Regions from separate parts of the Mus musculus genome. Here all the other regions are linked to region 4. A link is a contact called in public Hi-C and HiChIP or PLAC-seq data. All regions are on one chromosome and are shown on one strand. Each heading gives the region's core, a stretch centred on a gene start, on an enhancer-like site or on the middle of the called end of the contact. The rest is flanking DNA. Distances are from core to core; before and after follow the strand shown.

Region 1 (3,444 bases), core at 74-2,573, 230 kb before region 4:
ATTATCCATACATACTTCTAGATTATCCTATACTTTATGCTCTAGTAAAAACAAACAAACACAAAACAAAAACAACCCACAGGTCCCCAGTCTCCCTTTCCTCTAGCTCCTTCACGCCTCCAACAGATGAAGAGGATAAGCAGGAGGCCATGGAAGTGAAGGAGGGATGGGTGGTCATCCAAGTGTGTAGCCACAGGTTGCTGGTGACCCTCAGTTGCTAGGGTCTAAATCTTTTCAGACACTATCCCGGGCCAGCAGTTTCCTGTGCAAAGGCCGAAACCACCTCGGGACTAGGCCTTACTTTACAGGGGGGCACTGAGGCTGGGAGAGAAGCCTGTGTCCAGGTAAGTGGTCCAGGTGTGTGGGCTGCAAGGTATATGTAGCCTTCACTGCAAGCAGTGAAGGGAGCCTGCAGCCTATCCTAGGGACAAACCAGAGTAGAACTGCCCAGTTAACAAGAAAATAGGGGCATTCCCGTTATCGCTGCCTAGCATACAGTGACACCACCATAGTAGAGTAAAAGATCAGTAAGGAACTGCCTCGCTGCTGACCGGCTGCCCCCTGCCTGGCAAAGGTCATCTAGGAGGCTCAAACCACTCACCGGTGCCACTAGTGAGGCGACTCCGCAGGCAAGGCCGGTGAGGAGGCGGCCTCCGAGCAGCATCCACACATCCCGGGCCGCGGTGATGACAGCAAAGCCAGTCACGAAGGGCACGGTGCAGAGCAAGAGGCTCAGCTTGCGCCCTGCACGGTCCAGGAGCCAGCCGCCCAGTATGCCCCCTGCAGCAGCGCCCAGGGTCACGACGGCCTGGGGACCCGGGACGGGCTGAAGAGGAGGCCACCAGGGGCCATGGCCCACGATCCTTCCACCCCACGCCCCCTAGTCTCAGAGGAAAGAGAATGAGGAGGATCCTGGGGTGCGGCAGAGAGTGGGGGACCCAGGACTCCCCAGAGGGCTCACCCCGAACCAGGAGGCCGCATTGTCTCCGAGGCGCAGGGCCGGGGGTGCGGTGCGCCGCAGGCTGGGGATGGCGGGGGAGCTGTAGCCGAGCGCGAAGCCGAAGCTGAGGGGTCCCAGAGCGGCGGCGAAGGAAGCGAGGAAGACCCGGCGGCCGCGGGGAGTCCTACGGGTACAAGGCGGGGCGTGAGCGGTGTCGCCGGGCGTGAGAGAGTGACCGCGGCCCCTGGGAGTCCTCACCTGGCTTCCGGTGGCCGCAATAGCGGCTGCGTCTCCTGGGGGTCCTCGGGAGACATGTCAGCAGGACCTGACCCGCGAACTGTCGCCGCTCGGGCGAGCGCGGCCTCCGCTGCAGGAGTGACCAATGGGATGCTAGAACCCGGCCCCCAACCAGAGCTGGCCAATGGAAGTACAGAGCCGGTTGCAAAGCTCAATGGAGCTGAACTACGCCAGCGACCCAAGTAAAGGTTTGCAGGGAGCTGTGTCCGGGACCCAGGCACGACTGTCCAATTGGAGTGTGGTGTGAGTCTGAAGGCGTGGCCCATCAGGTCTGAGCTTGCCAATGAGAATGGAAAGATTGTTTGGGTGTTTTGTTTTTGTTTTTCCCTCTAATCATCTATTGGGGGCTGGAGGGAGTGGGGGGGGGGGGGATGGACAGAGGTGACAGTGTGCCTGTGCACGTTCGAAGTAAACTTCCCTGAGTTTGTTTTCCTTCCACCAAGTGGATCCTCCGGATCGAACGGAGGTCGTCAAGCTTGAGGGCAAACACCTTACAAGCAGAGTCATCTCGCTGCCCCTATTTTGGTGGTTTCTTTTGCTTTTATTTAAACTTTATTTGTATGAGTGTTGTTTACATGTTCACGTGTGTGTGTGTGTGTGTGTGTGTGTGTCCCATGCATTCCTGGTGCTTGTAGAATTCAGAAAGCATCATCAGATCCTACGGAACTGGAGTTAGAGATTGTTGTGAGCCATGTGTGTGCATGCTTGAGCCCTCTGCTGGAACAAGTGTTCGTAAGCATTGAGCCATCCTTTATATTTTTACTTTTATTTTATTTTAATTTTTATATGGAATTGTCTCTAAATCTAGCCTCCACTAATGAGGGTAGTAGTGGGTCAGCGATGGATCACACTGGCTCCCGAAAGACTTCCCACCCTTACTACCCACAGTTCCCTGGAATAGGCTCCTCCCCAACTTTGACTTCTGCTTCAGAGAGCGTCAGGGTGAAAAGGCTCCAAGAAAACTCTCTTGGGCCACCTGTTCCTATCCTTGGACTTTCTGACATTGACCTGGTGCTTCTGGTAGCAGCTCACCTTCATCATGAGTGCTACAAATGTCTAGAATTCTGAGATGATGAGGACCCTGTCAGGCAAGGTCCCCCATTCCAGAAGTGGGACAGAGTGGAACTTAGTGATTCCCTTGTTCCCTGGTTACCCCACGATCATGGTAATTATCTCTATTGTCCTCCCGCCCCGAGTCTCCCTGTGATTGTGTGCCTCTACTGCTCTGCTTAATCGCTACCTTTGTGGCAGCTTCATCCGTACAGATGTAGAAAGAACCAGTGAGAGGCACCTAGTCCCTCTCTGTGCCTGGGTGTCTTCATCTCTAGAGGGCTGTGAGCAGGCTAAGCCTTAAAATGCCCATCCCGTCTGTACAGTGGTTTTACGTTACTGCAGCCACCCAATTGTAGCAACCAGCAGTTTGAAGTTTTGATCACAAGACTATTCTTTTTTTTTTTTTTAAAGATTTATTTATTTATTATATGTAAGTACACTGCAGCTGTCTTCAGACACTCCAGAAGAGGGAGTCAGATCTCCTTACGGATGGTTGTGAGCCACCATGTGGTTGCTGGGATTTAAATTCCGGACCTTTGGAAAAGCAGTCGGGTGCTCATACCCACTGAGCCATCTCACCAGCCCACAAGACTATTCTTAAAGGCGGGCGGGCAATACCGGCTTGTCCTTCTACGAAGTTTCCTGCTTGGGTGATAGATCTTATCACTGCTTTGAAATCACCTGCTCTTCTCTCTTTTTTTCCCAATAGGCATCAGGTTTCTGATGTCTGCAGAGTAAAGGTCATGGATGAATTGTATCCAGACTGGGTACTTTGTACCCGAGTGACTGGCTCAGCAGAGTGGCTTATGTAGAAGGGATGCTACAGTAAGCCCAGCTAGCACCAGACTTCTGAGTCATGGGCACCTAGGAACCATTGGCTAGTGGTATCCCTGCCCAATCTGGACCAGATATTGTCTCTAGGAAAGCCCCCCCCCCCCCCGTCCCTTTCTATGAGCAAAGCAATACTAGCTTGGTGAGTCAGATCTCTCTCTTGCTTCCTCTGTATCTCTCATACCTTTGTCTCTTATTTAGTCATAAGCGGCTTCATTACTGTCCTGGAAGAATAAATACAGGCTTGATTTTTTTTCCTGTTTCATCAAGATATAACAACAAAAAACGACAGGAAAAATACAGACACAAGCTCCTTAATTTGT
Region 2 (3,482 bases), core at 499-2,998, 210 kb before region 4:
CTGTGAAACCTTAAAAAGGCAGAGCTTCATTGGAACATGGGCAGCCATTGCACCATAATGGACCATATCCCTTATTAGATTGTAAGCAAGAATAAGTCCTTCCTTCCTTTAAATTGCTTCTTGAGAAAAATAACTAACATACCAGGAAAGATGACATAAAAACACGGTTAGAAAAGGCATGAACCTTCTATTCTACAGCTTATGCACCTGGTTTTATTTATTAGTATTCTTTTTAGGTTTCCTTAGGTGTGTGGTGGTGTGAATGAGAATGGCTCATATTTGAGCTCATACATTGAGTGCTTGAGCTCATATACTGAGCTCATACATAAGCTCATATATTTGAGGGCTTGGTCTCTAGTTGGTGGGACGTTTGGGAAGTACTAGGAAATGTGGCCTTGTTGGAGGAGGTGTGTTACTTGGCCTTGAGGTTTCAAAAGCCCACACTGTCCCTGGTAATAGCTCTCTCTGTCTCATGGCTGCTGTCTCTAGTTATGAACTCTGAGTCTCTGCTCTAGTGCCATGCCTGCCTGCCTGCCTGCCTGCTGTCATCCCATGCATCACTGACTTGCCCTCTGAACCAATAAGCTCACAGTCAATTGCTCCTCCTGTAGTTGCCTTGGTCACGGTATCTTAGCCCACAGCAGAGGGGTAAATGAGACAGTGTGTGTGAGTGTTTGGCCTGCGTGTGTGCACATGCACCATGTGTATATCCAAAGCCTGAGGAGGTCAGAAGGGGAGCACAGGCAGTTGTGATCTGCCATGTAGATGCCTGGAATTGAACCTGGGTCCTCTGCAAGAGCTACAACTGCTCATGGCCTCTGGGTCAGGCAGGTCTCTATGCCCAGTGCTTGGCTTTGTATCTGCTACACAATAGAGATGGAAGTAGAGGTTAATCAGGACTCTAGAACCAAAACCCCAAAGTGTCTTTTGTTACAGGGTAGCTAAGAGAGCTGAACTCACTCCAAGACCTGTGGTCCAAGGCTGAAACTCCTCGTCCTCAACCTGCTTTCCTATTTTTGTAGCTTCTTAGGGAAGCTGAGATTCCATGTAGGCAGTTCTGGGAGTCAAACCCAGGGCTCTGCCCAGCACTTATTTGGCAAGTGCTCCTCCCTGACCTACACCCGTACTCCTCATTCTATAAGGAGGAACTATATTTCTTTCCATCCCCACTATTAATTTTTATTTTCAGTGGCCTGGACATTTTAACAGAAATAGTTTCTTTCTTCTTTTGTGACAGTGTCTCAAACTTGCTGTGTGGCCAGGGGTGGCTTCCGTAGCCTGGGGATAGAATGCAGGGCCTCATTCAGTCCAGGCAAGCACTGCCCTGGCTGAGTTCCTTCCAGCCCTCACCTTTGGTTTTCTCCAGCTTGTTTTCTCGGCAGTCAGATCTGCTCCTTCCAGTCTGCCTGCCATCAAGGCCTTTCTGCACAGCACTGAGCCGGAAGACAAAGAGGCGGGCGTCTTTCCCTGGTGATAGAGAGAAGGAAGAGGGATCAGATAGCGAAGTGAGATGACCTGTTGGGACTCCCAGGTCAGATACACAAACCAGGGTTGGGAGGTTCTGGGATGCAAGCAACTGCATCTACCCCATAGCACACTTGCTCTACACAATCGTGGGAGAATGAAACTCTCTATCCCTCCGCTATCCCCACAAGTGAACCACCAAAGCACCACAGCACTGACACCAGGGAGAGGAACAGTGATATGAGCCACAGCCCCAGACCCAGCGACCCTGCGGGTTGGCTGCAGTGGGTCACCCGCCATTTTGCTCTTCCTGGAGCAGCCATCTGAGGGGCGGCACCTTTGTCTGCTCTGAGAACCAGAAGGTCCAGGGTCTCCAGCACGTGGATCTGCTTCACAGGTAGAGTTCTGTCAAACACGGGCACGGATGGGAGGTCATCTGGAAAAGAAGTCTGGTTACCCTGCCGCACCACCTGTGATGCATGCCTGGGGCTGACCCGAGCCTCGCTGGTCAAGGACGGAGTTGGCGTGTAGAGTTCTCATAAGGTCTTAGAAGGAGTTCAGGCACTGCTCGCTCTGCATGGGAGAAGTCCTGATATGCATCACTCAGTAGCATTGAGAACTCTATGGGGGTGGGCAGAGCAGCGGGGACATGAAAAGAAGCTACGTTTTTCTTGTTGGTGCCACCAAAGAAAGAGCAGCGTGTCTCAACCCCAGGTTTACTGGGTTGTAAAGGACTGAATAACACGGGGGTGTGTGGGGTGTGTGGGGAGAAGCAGCAATTATTTTCCTTTGGATGCTATAATATAAATTATCATATCTTATATTATTGCTTGCATTTCTCAAGAAAGTAAATTGAAAGCTTCTTTTACATTTAAAGTGAGCAAATCCTATCCCTAGCCTGCCTCTGTCTGTATCAATAGTAGTCTGCTTATATGGTTTTTTTGTTTCATTTTGTTTTTCAAGACAAGGTTTCTCTGTGTAGCTCTGGCTGTCCTGGAACTTACAAAGACCTACCTGCCTCTGCTTCCTCAGTGCTGGGCTTCAAGGTGTGTGCCATCACTGGCTGATGTGCTAATATGTTTTTAAAAACCATTTTTATTATTTTTTATTATATGTAAGTCTGCATGTGGGTATGTGCATACGCGTACAGGTGCCCTTGGAGGCCAGAGGCTTGAGATCCTCTGGAGCTGGAGTTACAGAGCTTGCTTCTAGTCCTTTAGTGGACTCTTAGGACAGTCAGTCTATCAGCCACAGTCCTTCCTTCTGTTCTGGTACTAGGGGCTCTGTAATGCTGCCAGGAGGATTTGCCTGTTCAGAACATGAGATGATAATTCCAGTACTGTTGTATCTGGGTGAATAACTGCAATTATTTTATGGGTCCACAGTATCATCAGGAGTGGCAGGTCACATTCTCTAAGGGTTTAGTAGGTGCCAGACCATGAAGCGTCTTACATTTTTTAATTTAGATGCCTCATTTACCAGAATTGGTCAGCACTAGTAACATCCCTAGTTAACCAAGAATGAACCAGATGCTCAAAAGTGTTCAGAAAACTTGTTCACACCTTAAACATGTGGAGTCAAAAAGAATGGAGCACCTCCTTGTGTGCTGGAAACAGAGGCTCACTGTGTACCGCCGAGCCCAGCATGGGCCAGCATGCACTCTCCCTATGCGCCCCAGCTAGCTAAAGGGTTTGTATGCAGACAGGAAGGAGAGAAGGCAAGGACAGGAGAAAGTGACAAATTTAGTGGCTGCTTGATTAATCACCCTTCCTTTTTGTAATCTTGGTATGAAGACCAAGTCTTTAGAAAGAGCTTTTCTATTACCATAAAACCAAAAAGGTGACAGCCTACTTTACTCAGTAACCAGTCCTTTAAAGCAGGATTTGCTGCACTCACAGTGCAGCGGGTCCTGAGTTTTAAAAATTGTGACCTTAAGGGCTGGAGACCCTTAAGATTAAGATTAAGATTAAGAGCCCTTAATCTTAATCTTAATTAATTAATCTTAATCTTAATCTTTT
Region 3 (3,941 bases), core at 197-2,696, 250 kb after region 4:
CCACATCAGCTGAACCTGCTGCTGGGAAGGGCTTGGCTTGCATTGCTACAAAGGATTCAACTAAATGTTGCAAACCAGAGTTAGTTATGTAGCATTCACACTGTTGTGCACAAACCATTTCTAGAACGTTCTTTCCATCTCTTAAAACTCTGTATCCACTGAGGCAGCCTACTTGACTCAGGCACTTGATAAAATATGTTTCATCTCCTGTCTATTCCAGATACACTCCACTCCAAAAGTTTCAGTGTTCCTCCCTATGGTGTCTCTGTCTCAGACAATACTTTGGAAACAAGCAGGGAATGGATTCCTATTAGGTTTCTAAGTTCTTCAGTAAACTGCTCCTAGAACTCTGCTACTGTGCTAAGTTAAGGGTCTCAGAGGCAGATGGAAGTCTAGTCCTTCCTAAGCCTGTAGATGCTGGCCTGGTTAAACAGAGCAGCTCCAAACAGCCCTGGAGGCCACCCAGGGTTTCTGGAAAGAGCAAAGAGTTGTGGAGACCTGCGCAAACCACTGCCTAGATCCTGAGATGGGCCTTCACCGTGAAAGCAGTAGCTCCTGACACTTTATTAGGTTTGGTGACACTTGTCAGAACTGAGACCAGACTGTGATCGGGCCACTGGTAATGGTGCCCGGCCAGGGGAGTTTTACAGGGTCATGAGTCACCTTCCATGGCTCAGAGGTCCAGGCAAGGCCCGCCCTGCCTAAACAAACTCAGTTGGGAAGGAGAGAACAAGAACACAACATTGGCAGAGAGAGAGAGAGAGAGAGAGAGAGAGAGAGAGAGAGAGAGACAGACACACACACACACACACAGAGAGACAGACAGACAAATGACCAAGAAGTCAGTGTGACTTTCGGGCCCTGAACCAGAGGGCGGCCCGAGGGGGCAGAAGCAGAGTCAAAAAACACTGAGGCAAGGGAGGAGACAGAGGTAAAGACAAAGTCCAAAGGTTGTCACCACCAAAGATGCAAAGTATAAACTCCAGCTGACAAGAGGCCAGGTGAGGACAAAACAGGTGACAACGGTCTGACAAAGAGGCGAAACTCAGGGCAGCGAGGTTCTCCTTCGCGGCGTCGGTTCGTGCGTGGGTGGCTCGACCCGGAGGTCGCCCCGGGGGCGGATTCTCCAAGAGCTCCAGGCGGCGGTGCACCTGCCGCGGGGTGACCTTGGCCAAGAGGTCGCCCGGGAGGCCGCAGGACTCTAAGCCGGGGCGCCGGGGCTTCGGAGTCACTCGCGCCGTCCCGCATCACCGCCGTCGGAGGGAGAGCAGTGTCCCGTGTCGCGGCCACTCGTGACCCCGACCGCGACCTCCCGCGCGAGCGCCCAGCCTCCCCGCCCCGCAGTACCTTCAGACGGCTCCGCGCCCGTAGCTCCAGCCTACCGGAGCGTCCCCGTTGCCGTACCAAGGCCTTATTCTCCGCCGCCACCGCGGGGACAACTTCCGCCCGAGCCTCTCGTCCCTCGGATACGCTTTCTGATCCCGCCCTCGAAATTGCCAGTGCTTCCGGAGGCGTGTCGTCGACGCTGGGATGTGCGCATGCTCCAGGCGTGCTTTCGGGGCGGGTCTTCAGGAGAGCACGCGCAGGGTACTGGCGTCTGCGCAATGGTCTCGAAGAGTGAGATAATTTCGAGTTCGTAGCTCTGGAAGCCTTAGTGGAAGACTGACTCTTGCAATTTATACGCTCACCCCACCACCACCACCACCACCAAAAAAAAAAAAAAAAAAAAAAAGTAATAACATTTCAAGATGGCTTTAAGTTGGACTTAAATCCACTCGTACCTGCACCTGCTGAGTATCAGGATTGCAAGGATGTGTTCCCCATAGTTGGTGTAGGGTGGATACACAAGCTGGACCCGACACACATTTGTGTCTTAGGTCAGTTTCCCAGGTGTGCGCCTACTTCTTTTTTGTTTTTTTGTTTGTTTTGTTTTGTTTTCTTTCTCTCTCTCTCTCTTTTTTTTTTTTTTTTTGGTTTTTTCGAGACAGGGTTTCTCTGTATAGCTCTGGCTGTCCTGGAGCTCACTTTGTAGACCAGGCTGGCCTTGAACTCAGAAATCCGCCTGCCTCTGCCTCTGCCTCTGCCTCTGCCTCTGCCTCCCAAGTACTGGGATTAAAGGCTTGCGCCACCACCGCCCAGCTTGCACGCCTACTTCTTGGTTGGGCTCTGGAACTCAGCCGTATTTAGAGAGGAGGTTGGGACTCCCCGAGAGAATTATTCAAAGAAATTCTGGGAGGGCTGGAAAAATGGCTCAATAGTTAAGACTACTCATTTCTCTTCCAGGGGACCTGTGTTCAATTTCAAGCACCCAACTGGTGGCACACAGCCTCCCTAACTCCAGTTCCAGGTTATCTGTCTCCCTCTTCCGGCCTCCACTGACACCAGGCAGGCAAACAGTACCCAGACTTGTGTGCAGGCAAAACACACATACACATTAAAAAAAAAAATTTTTTTTTAGAAGTTCGGGGAAACAAAACGAAAGAAAACAAATACTGAAGCACAGAACTGGGAACAGGTGCGGAACATCTTGCTAGGGGAAAAAACGTGGGGATTAAGGGAATGGCTCAGTTGGTAAATCCTTTACAAAGCATTGCAACTTAAGGACCTGAATTCACTCCCAGAACCATATAAAAATAGCAGGTGTGGTGGCAGGATTTTAACGCCAGTGCTGTGGAGGCAGGGATCAGTGAGTTTCAGAATAACAGAGAACCTGCCTAAAAGGAGTGGCTGGCACTAGGGGTTTTCCTTTGACCAGCACAACCACATCTGCATGAACACACATACAAATACACATGCATATAAAAAAGAAAAAATTGGGGCTGGGGTTGGGGTCGGAGAGATGCCTCAGAGGTTAAGAGCACTGGCTGTTCTTCCAGAGGTCCTGAGTTCATTTCCCAGAACCCACATGGTGGCTCACAACCATCCATACTGGGATATGATGTCTTCTTCTGCATGCAGGCGTACAAGCCGATAGAGCACTCCTATACGTAAAATAAATAAATCTTTAAAAAAATGGAGATGGGTTGGAGGCTAAGCCGACTTGGGTGACATAGGCAATTCTGGGTCAACCTGAACTGTGCAATGAGGTCTTGTCTCAAAGAAGCAAAACAGTAAAACCCAACACATCTGACGGTAAAGCCATGAAGAATCAGGGCAGCTGCTCGGCATCATCTGAACGCTACAGTCCATCTCAGTCTTCTTGCTTTGCCTGCCTTAGTCCTTTTTGAAAAAAGTGGTGTATCATTTAAGGAGTTTATTCAACTCAACACTCCAAAATGCTTTCTCCTAATCCTCCTGCAGTGACCTCTATGTGTTCATTCTCTTTGTCCACTTGTGGCAAGAAGTTGATCACAGGCTATGCCTATCCGGAGCTAGTATCTCGCCGGCAAGAATTCACTCGGACAACCGGATTCTTCTATGGCAAATCTTTATTGCTTCATCTGAAGGAAGACCCCGAACAAGGAAAATGGTGCTGCTTATATACCCCTCCGTGTGACGTGTCAGCTCCTGATTAGCTGCTCACTCATCACCCCATGCCTGGCTGGAAGTCAAGTGTCTTAATTGGGTAGAAAAGGGGATGGAACACTTATCCTTGAACCTGATTAAAAGATATTTTTTGGCTAGGCATGGTGGCGCACGCCTTTAATCCCAGCACTTGGGAGGCAGAGGCAGACAGATTTCTGAGTTCGAGGCCAGCCTGGTCTACAAAGTGAGTTCCAGGACAGCCAGGGCTATACAGAGAAACCCTGTCTCAAAAAAACAAAAAAAAAAAAAAAAGAAAAAAAAAAGAAAAAAAGAAAAAATTTTTTTGTTTACTATTGCTTTATTTATTGCATGTTTATGTGTATGAGTGCCTGTGTCATGGTGTGGGGGTGGGATCAGAGGACAAATCATGAGAGCTGGTTGTTTCCTTCTTCGGTGAGGGTCTCAGGGATTGAACT
Region 4 (3,460 bases), core at 234-2,733:
GGAATTGGGCTTAGAGATTTCATCCGGCAGCTGGCCCTGGCTGCTGCATCTCCCTGTAAGATTCACCCTCAGCACGCAGCAGTTTTCTCCCAGCCCAACTGTTTGCTGTCAGAGGACGGGGGCTTTGGCTAATAGTAGCATCTTCATAAACACATCCTAGAAATGCGAGGAAGATAAGTGAAAGGGGACAGCCTCTCAATGTGCTGTATGACCACGCTGCGGAATATGGTGACTCACTTCCAAATAAGTGGTGTTCAGCCACAGGACCCGGACCAGGTCCTAGGCAGAAAGCAGAGCGGTGCTCATCACTCCCTGGTAGAAAAAGACTTCCTGCCCAGCCCAGATCAGCTCTCTGGCTAATGGTGTCCCTTAAGGTCTGTAGTTTCTTCTAGGAACAGAAGAAATTGACAGAAGAGGGAAGGGGCTAAGTAGGCTGAGGAGAAGCAGAAAAAATAATTTGTTTCCTGAATAAAAGGTGGCAGTCTCAGGAGAGGGAGCCACAGTGGGTCTGTCTCCTTAGAGATCAGGAAAATATCCCATGTTGACTTGCTGTAAGAGAGGGCCACTAAAGTTTCCTCTTAGTTCGTACCTAAATGTTACCACCACCACTAACACTTTTCAAAGAAGAGACATCACTAATATCAAGCAGTGGGTGAGCCTGTGCATGGGACTTGGGGTCTCCCCCTCTCTACACCCCTGCAGGATGCCAGTGGCCTTCTACTGCCAGCTCAACAGACCTGATGCATCTGAAGGATGTGGCCTAGGCACCAAGGCCCTGTCCTTCTCTACTCGGAGCCACCAGTCTTAGCGCTCACTCCACTCTCTTGACCATTCACAACTGACAGCTCCCAGGGACTCTACCACGTGTTCACCCAAGTCACAGCTGAGAACTAAGGCTGGCAGGGTCACATAGCAGGGGCTTTGGATTTAAGTCCAGCCCACCTGCCCACCTGGCACACCGTCCTTGATCCTGTAACCGGACCTTCCCAGGTGACCTTGGTGAACCTGGCAGTGTTGCTGGAATGTGGCTCACTTATGCTGTAGAGAAGGAAGCTCAGGGAGTGGCAAACAGTCTTCCTCTAGTTTCCCAACCCAGTCATGGTACTTTCACTGTCCTACCCCACTGCCACATTAGCAGTGCCTTCTGCAGGGATGAAGTGGTTTGGAAAGAAGATGCTGAACACTTAGTAAGGCAATCCACAGAAAGAGTGAGCAGGGCTCCCTGGCCTCCCAAGCAGCTGCTTGCACAGCCGCAGCTGCTCAAGTCCGTTACCCGAGTCCAGTGGAAGCGCTTTGCCTACACAGGGCACCCCAGCAACGTCAGCCTTCAGGGAGTGGAGCAGGCTGGTGAGCCAGGAGCAGAGCTGGCCAGCCTTCCTGTGCCAAAGAAGGAGGGGGCCCCGCCCAGGCCGCCAAAGCAGGCAGGAGGGGCTGGGCCAGCTGGGGCTGGAGCTAGTGTGACATCACCAGGCGGCCCGCCCCTGTCTGGAGCTGAGGGGAGGCCCAGAGCTTTTCTGGGGCCTGGGGGATCCTCTTGCACTGGTGGGCGGAGAGAAGTGCCTGCAGCCAACCAGGGTCAGGCTGTGCTCACAGTTTCCTCTGGCGGCACGTAAAGGCTCCACAAAGGACCTGGGAGTTCAACTGAGGCTGCTGCTGTCGGCCTGGGGATGGACCCCAAGCCCTGAGTGGTGTTGTTGGACCCAGGACCTGCAAGAAGCATGCACTAAGGCAGCTGCGGACCACACTGTGAGGGAGAGCAGGTTGGGAGCAGCCCCGGTGACACCAGAGCCAGCCTCATCCCTAGGAGCTTCAGAGAGCATAGACTGCTGCCAGCTGAGGCCAGTGAGGCAGGGCTGCTCGGCGGCCAGTCCAGCCTGAGACTCGGGACCTCTCCTGGAGGCCACGGCCAGGCTGTGCTGCTGATGGCACCGTGAGGCATGTGAAGCGCTGCTCCAGGGCCAAGCAGGAGAGAAGAGGTAAGGGGTCAGCTCTCAACTGCAGCAGCCAGGGGAAGAGGGGCTTGAGACGGGCAACCCTGACTCCTCCAGCTTCCGTGTGCAGCTGGACCCCACAGGGGTCAAACCTTGCTTTTGCTCAGAGCTGAATCAAGCATCTGACCAGGCAGAGGACTGTGAATACTTGGGCAGGGTGGTGTAGAGGCACAAGCACACTGGGCTGGGATGTTGAGGACTTCATCGGTGAGCTCCACTCACCTCTTTCAGACAAAGAGCCTCTGGGGTGAGCCGGTTTGGCTGTCGGACACAGGCTGGTAGCCGGGTATGTGCATGTGTGTAGGTGCGGATTTGAAAGGGCAGCAGGCTGAGAGTCGCAGGGCAGTGTAGGACTGGGCAAGTTGTGTTCAAGCTCCGGACTCCTGCACACCCAGCCAGCTAGAGTTATGCTACAGCAGAAGCAGATGTAATGCGGACCTGAGGCAGTGGGGGCCTCAGTTCAGAAAGTGCCCTGGGCCAGGCAGCACGAGCTGCCAGCGTGCCAGGAGCAGAGGCGTCCTGTGCGGGACAGAACATGTCACCCACAAGTTTCTGTCGGTAGGACTGGGGCAAAGTGCTGCCCTGACTTTCCCTCTGCGCCCAAGGATACAGTAGATGGATCCCAGGTCTCCAGCCAGCAGGATGTGGCTGAGAGACTGTGGAGGACCTGCTTTCTGAACAGCCTAGTGAGGGGACACAGCAGGCGCCACATACAGAGTCAGTCCCTTGAAAGCAAGCGCTTCAGCATGAGATAACATTTCCAAACAGAAATTCTCTGCTGATCCCTCCCCTCTCCCTGTGACATCCGTGTCACGGGTCAGCTATTGCCTCTGCTGTGGGATTAGGAGAGTTCCCAGAGGCCAGTGTTGTTACTCAGAAAAAGATCCCTTTGAGGAAGACTGAGAACACAAGTTCCAAAGCTAGCTCAGTGCTCTCCACATGGGTTCTTCCAAGTACAGGCCTAGTATGGCAGCGATTATGAGCTGGCTCCTGTCTGAACTCTGTTAAGTGGCAGATCACAGCTTTTCTAAACCTCAGTTTCCTGATCTGTGAAAAAGAGGGCTGAGAGCCCAGCTCAGCAACAGCCCAGCAGACACCTGCAGCAACCCCACAACACACATCTAACTACCTCCATCTCCCAGATGAGGAAGCCTGGCATGTGACTTCAGGGTTTCTTCAAGTCACACATCACTCACTGCTCTCCAGGGGTGGCGCACGAGATGTGTTCAGAGTCTCTAAAGCCCTGGTTACCAGTTATTAGAGCCCAACCATCAGCATGCCCAGAGGGAAGAACCAGTACCCCAACTCTTGCCCTGACCTGGATACATTCTCTAAAGCAGCGGTTCTTAAGCTGTGGGTTGCAACCACATCAGATATCCTACATATCAGATATTTGCATTACAATTCATAACAGTAGCAAAATTACAGTTAAGAAGTAGCAATGAAATAGCTTTATGGTTGGGGGGGCA
Region 5 (3,625 bases), core at 769-3,268, 220 kb after region 4:
ATAGCCCTGGCTGTCCTGGAACTCACTCTGTAGACCAGGCTGGCCTTGAACTCAGAAATCTGCCTGCCTCTGCCTCCCAAGTGCTGGGATTGAAGGCATGCGACATCTGTGTGCCCGGCGACACAAAGGCTGGCTTGCTTTCTTTCTTTCTTTCTTTCTTTCTTTCTTCTTTCTTTCTTTTAATTCTAAGGGCCTAGACTCACCTCTTTCTCTCTGTCTAGAGATCCAGGAACTCAGAATGGAAAAAGTAAGCACAAGAAGTTTATGCACAGTCCTGCCTTTGCCCAATGGCCAGGCTATATCATCTGGAGTACAAATCTCTCCAAATGCCCCGGATTGCAGGTGGGCAAGGCTGTCCTAATAATCTCAGATCTGAAACTGTCTGCTGTTGATTAATGTGCTCTCATGGAGCTAGAAAATGGAGAGCGTCTGACTTAAAAAGAGCAAATGCATCAATGCTGAAGGATGAGGAACAGGGCCGAAACTCAGGAACACTTGGCATGAGAGTGGCCGGAAGCACCAGATCCCGGCTGTGATCTGGTTTCTAGGAAGATCAGCAAAACTGGAAGGAACAGGGTTCCCCAGACCGAACCCACGGAGATCAAACGTCCCCTCACTCCTCTATCTGGGGGACCCGTAGGAAGATCCAATGGGCTCTTTTGTGGCAGGCAGGAAGCCCTGAGGTCCTGGAGGGACTGACTTGAGAGTAGACAGCATGGGCAGGTGTTGCTTATGTTAAACTAGCTGGGCAGCACCAAGTGCTTAGCCCGGCTCTCCTGTGCCCACAGGACTATAAACACTCCCAGGAGAGACTGTTCCTCTCCTGTGAACTAGGGGAGAGTCTGTCCCTCAGGGGCTATTCCTGGGATTACTGTCTGAACAAGTCCTGTGTTATCAGCCTCACAGGAGGTCAAGAGGTCAAGCCCTGCAACAGGGACCAGCTGCAGCCCTTGTCTTTAAAAGCATGTAAGCATCTTGCCTGGGGCGGCTCAGGAGCACACTTGGAGGGAGTGGTTTCCAGCCTCAGATTTGGAGGCTACCCTTGCAACCCCACAGAAATCCCCCAAATGTCACTCTGTTCACAGGACACCCTGCCTCACAGTGACTTTCATCCTGACCTAGGCTGGGGGTGGGACGGGGGGGGGGGGGGACTCTTTGCCCCCACCCTCCCACCCCTACCCCCCCACACTACTGAAAGGAGTGGTCTGTAGCTTTGTGAGGCTCCTGGGTTAGCAGAAGGGTGAAAGAGTATTCAAAGAACAAGGTCAAGTCTGTCCTTTAAAACACAGCTCAGCCAGTCATTTCTGTAAATTAAAAAACAAAATCGAGCCTGAGGGTGGAGGGACCCGACTGAGCAGAAACAATCCAGTCATAGGCGCAACTTTAAAACTTTAAATCAGCGGGGCAGTGGTGGCACACGCCTTTAATCCCAGCACTTGGGAGGCAGAGGCAGGCGGATTTCTGAGTTCGAGGCCAGCCTGGTCTACAAAGTGAGTTCCAGGACAGCCAGGGCTACACAGAGAAACCCTGTCTCGAAAAGACAACAAAACAAAACTTTGAATCAGATGGGCTCCAATCCCAGTCACCAGGGCTGTGATAGCCGCTCTCCCAAGGCTGGAGGCAGTGGATTAGGATATTTCAGGGAAGAAATTGCAATATGGCAAAGCCAAACTTCATCTCTCCATCAGTGCTGAAGCCTGGGAGGTGGCTGGCTAGGCAAACTCCAAATCTGCGGGCTGACTGGACTCACAAGAGGGAGCAGGAGCAGTAATGGTACCGTTTACACATTTTTAGCTCTCTCTCTAGAAGAATTTGATGTCTCTGTATCTTGGGGAGTATTTTAGTCTCCTGTCTCTCACCTGGTGGGTGCCTATACCCACGCTAGCTCGCCTCAAGACCAGAGGAGACATAATGTAACTTCAAGCGGAACAAGAGCTCACTCGCTGCCTGCCTTGCCTGAGCAGCAAAGAAAAGCAAGAGGCTCTCTGAACCTTTCAGCCCCCAGTCCTCACATATGCAAATGAAGCCTGCGGGACACCCAGCCCAGACCTCCCAGGGAACTTTGGAAGTCCCAGTGCTGCAGCAACCGAAGGACAAGGAAGGTTTCTCGGAGGAAGTGATCTCAGTTGTATCCTTGGTCACAGTGGCAGGGAGGAAAGACTGAGTGCATCCCCGACACAGGGCAATGCTCATGGGTACAGGAAGTTTGAGGCAAAATCCAAGGAAGAGAGGACTGGAGGAGGCTGGAGAGGCAGCAGAGAAACCAATCAGAGAGTCTAAGACCACAGTCTGGAGAGTTTGGGTGTGGTGGATAGAAACTGGTGACCCACCCCGTGAAGGTTTCTGAGCTGAGTGGGCTGGTACAGGGAGAGCCAGGAGGCCTGGACGGGAGTATAGGGTGAAATGTAGTGAGGAGGCCAAGCTGGTGCAACAAGCTGGGCTAGAGTGAATGAGGACAGGGTGGGGGCAGCTGCCGTCCAAGGTGAAGAGTCAGACTTGATGGAGTGTGGGGGAGGGATGGCAGGAGTGTGGGGGAGGGATGGCAGGAGTGTGGGGGAGGGATGGCAGGAGTGTGGGGGAGGGATGGCAGGAGTGTGGGGGAGGGATGGCAGGAGTGTGGGGGAGGGATGGCTGGAGTGTGGGAGAGGGATGGCAGGAGTGTGGGGGAGGGATGGCTGGAGTGTGGGGGAGGGATGGCACTCGTGACAGTTTCTGCTAGCTGCCCTTTTCCTCAAGACCATCGTGAAAACTGGGTACGCTACAGTGTCTCACACCTGTAATCCTGACACTTGAGAAGCCCAGGCAGAAGGATCACCACGAGATAGATCTGGGGCAGCGTGGACTAAGAGTGAACCCAGTCTCAAAAACAAAACAAAACCAGGCAAGTCTCCTTAAGGAAAGTCAAGTTTAGAGAGAGCTTCTGTAGCTCGGAGTCTATGGGTCAAGGACAGGTTCCCCAGCAGGCTACAGGGATGGTCCTTTTTATCTTAACTTGGTCCACCTGAGCTCCTAGAGGCTCACCTTACAGACACCTGTTCCACACCCAGGAGATACCACATCAACAAATCTGTGATTAGTCACTTGACCCATGGCATAAACACCATGTTCAAGATCATAGCATTCCACCAGGCTCATCTTCTTTCTGACAGCTCAAATCATCGCTTACTAAATCGGCTCCTTGATCTTCAGCCTGCAATCTGCTTCAGGTCATGGCCTTGCACAACATCAGGGTGTGAGGATGGTGAACTTGGGTTACTTTAGGATTCTGGATTGGCCATGTACTTCGGTGTCTGAGCCTCAGTTTCCCTTTGCTTTCAAGCTGAGTTGTAGTAAAAGGTCTACTGAGTTATCACAGGTAAAGAAGAGGGACAAGAGCATGGCCCAGCATGCGCAGCAGGAGATGCTCGTTGCCATGGTAACCCCACTTCCTTTCCCCATTAGGTTCCCACAGCTACTTTCAAGCCTCCCACTTCCAGGTTTCTCCTTCACACCACTCCCTCTGGGGAGGATGTATCTTTTTCACTTCAGTTCAGATTCTGCAGGCTAGAGCCTCATCCAGCACCCCGAATGCTCCACCCTGCTCCACCCTTAGTCCCTAGCATTAGTGTGCTCCAGCCTAATCTCT

What was found. Hi-C and Micro-C count contacts between places; a contact is called where the count stands out from the background. HiChIP or PLAC-seq counts read pairs in DNA pulled down with a chosen protein or histone mark.
Region 1: an H3K4me3 HiChIP or PLAC-seq map of the SCID.adh cell line shows a contact between it and region 4, with 15 read pairs. The contact joins the promoter of Slc2a8 here to the promoter of Angptl2 in region 4. A contact is called at or near these places in 11 of 39 promoter capture datasets (the 3T3-L1 cell line, 3T3-L1-derived adipocytes, the C10 cell line and 7 more), 5 of 484 Hi-C or Micro-C datasets (the C2C12 cell line, embryonic stem cells, extraembryonic endoderm stem cells and 2 more), 7 of 115 datasets of contacts at active chromatin or transcription factors (the NIH/3T3 cell line, the SCID.adh cell line, T-cell acute lymphoblastic leukemia and 2 more) and 1 of 9 other capture datasets (pancreatic islet).
Region 2: a Hi-C map of the P5424 cell line shows a contact between it and region 4, with 1.8 times the contacts expected there. The contact joins the enhancer-like site here to the promoter of Angptl2 in region 4. A contact is called at or near these places in 2 of 39 promoter capture datasets (both in embryonic stem cells), 1 of 484 Hi-C or Micro-C datasets (the P5424 cell line), 2 of 115 datasets of contacts at active chromatin or transcription factors (both in embryonic stem cells) and 1 of 9 other capture datasets (embryonic stem cells).
Region 3: a FOXA1 HiChIP or PLAC-seq map of pancreatic cancer cells shows a contact between it and region 4. The contact joins the promoter of Zbtb43 here to the promoter of Angptl2 in region 4. A contact is called at or near these places in 6 of 39 promoter capture datasets (3T3-L1-derived adipocytes, the HPC-7 cell line, cranial neural crest and 3 more), 2 of 115 datasets of contacts at active chromatin or transcription factors (embryonic stem cells and pancreatic cancer cells) and 1 of 9 other capture datasets (adipose tissue).
Region 5: an H3K27ac HiChIP or PLAC-seq map of embryonic stem cells shows a contact between it and region 4, with 14 read pairs. The contact joins the enhancer-like site here to the promoter of Angptl2 in region 4. A contact is called at or near these places in 7 of 39 promoter capture datasets (the C10 cell line, the HPC-7 cell line, cranial neural crest and 4 more), 3 of 115 datasets of contacts at active chromatin or transcription factors (bone marrow-derived macrophages, embryonic stem cells and pancreatic cancer cells) and 2 of 9 other capture datasets (adipose tissue and liver).

What each region holds. Positions count from the first base shown.
Region 1 is chr2:32,980,760-32,984,203 of GRCm38.p6, forward strand. Slc2a8 (solute carrier family 2, (facilitated glucose transporter), member 8) reads right to left here and starts at 1,324. Exons shown (of 10, transcript NM_019488.5): 1 at 1,199-1,324; 2 at 962-1,124; 3 at 602-808. The coding sequence starts at 1,254.
Region 2 is chr2:33,005,448-33,008,929 of GRCm38.p6, forward strand. It overlaps Garnl3 (GTPase activating RANGAP domain-like 3), which reads right to left. Exons shown (of 30, transcript NM_001355200.1): 20 at 1,802-1,900; 21 at 1,351-1,467. Among named protein-coding and RNA genes, the nearest start is that of Slc2a8, 25 kb to the left of the region's middle. Within about 2 kb of position 1,749, at least 2 of the 459 cell types and tissues checked have an H3K27ac peak or open chromatin away from gene starts, as enhancers often do. A contact at or near this core is called in embryonic stem cells, where this site is marked.
Region 3 is chr2:33,467,086-33,471,026 of GRCm38.p6, forward strand. Zbtb43 (zinc finger and BTB domain containing 43) reads right to left here and starts at 1,447. Exons shown (of 3, transcript NM_001025594.1): 1 at 1,348-1,447.
Region 4 is chr2:33,214,478-33,217,937 of GRCm38.p6, forward strand. It overlaps Angptl2 (angiopoietin-like 2), which reads left to right and starts at 1,484. Exons shown (of 5, transcript NM_011923.4): 1 at 1,484-1,976. The region is part of intron 8 of Ralgps1 (Ral GEF with PH domain and SH3 binding motif 1); the gene reads right to left.
Region 5 is chr2:33,437,678-33,441,302 of GRCm38.p6, forward strand. No RefSeq gene overlaps it. Among named protein-coding and RNA genes, the nearest start is that of Zbtb34, 8.2 kb to the left of the region's middle. Within about 2 kb of position 2,019, at least 48 of the 459 cell types and tissues checked have an H3K27ac peak or open chromatin away from gene starts, as enhancers often do. A contact at or near this core is called in embryonic stem cells, where this site is marked.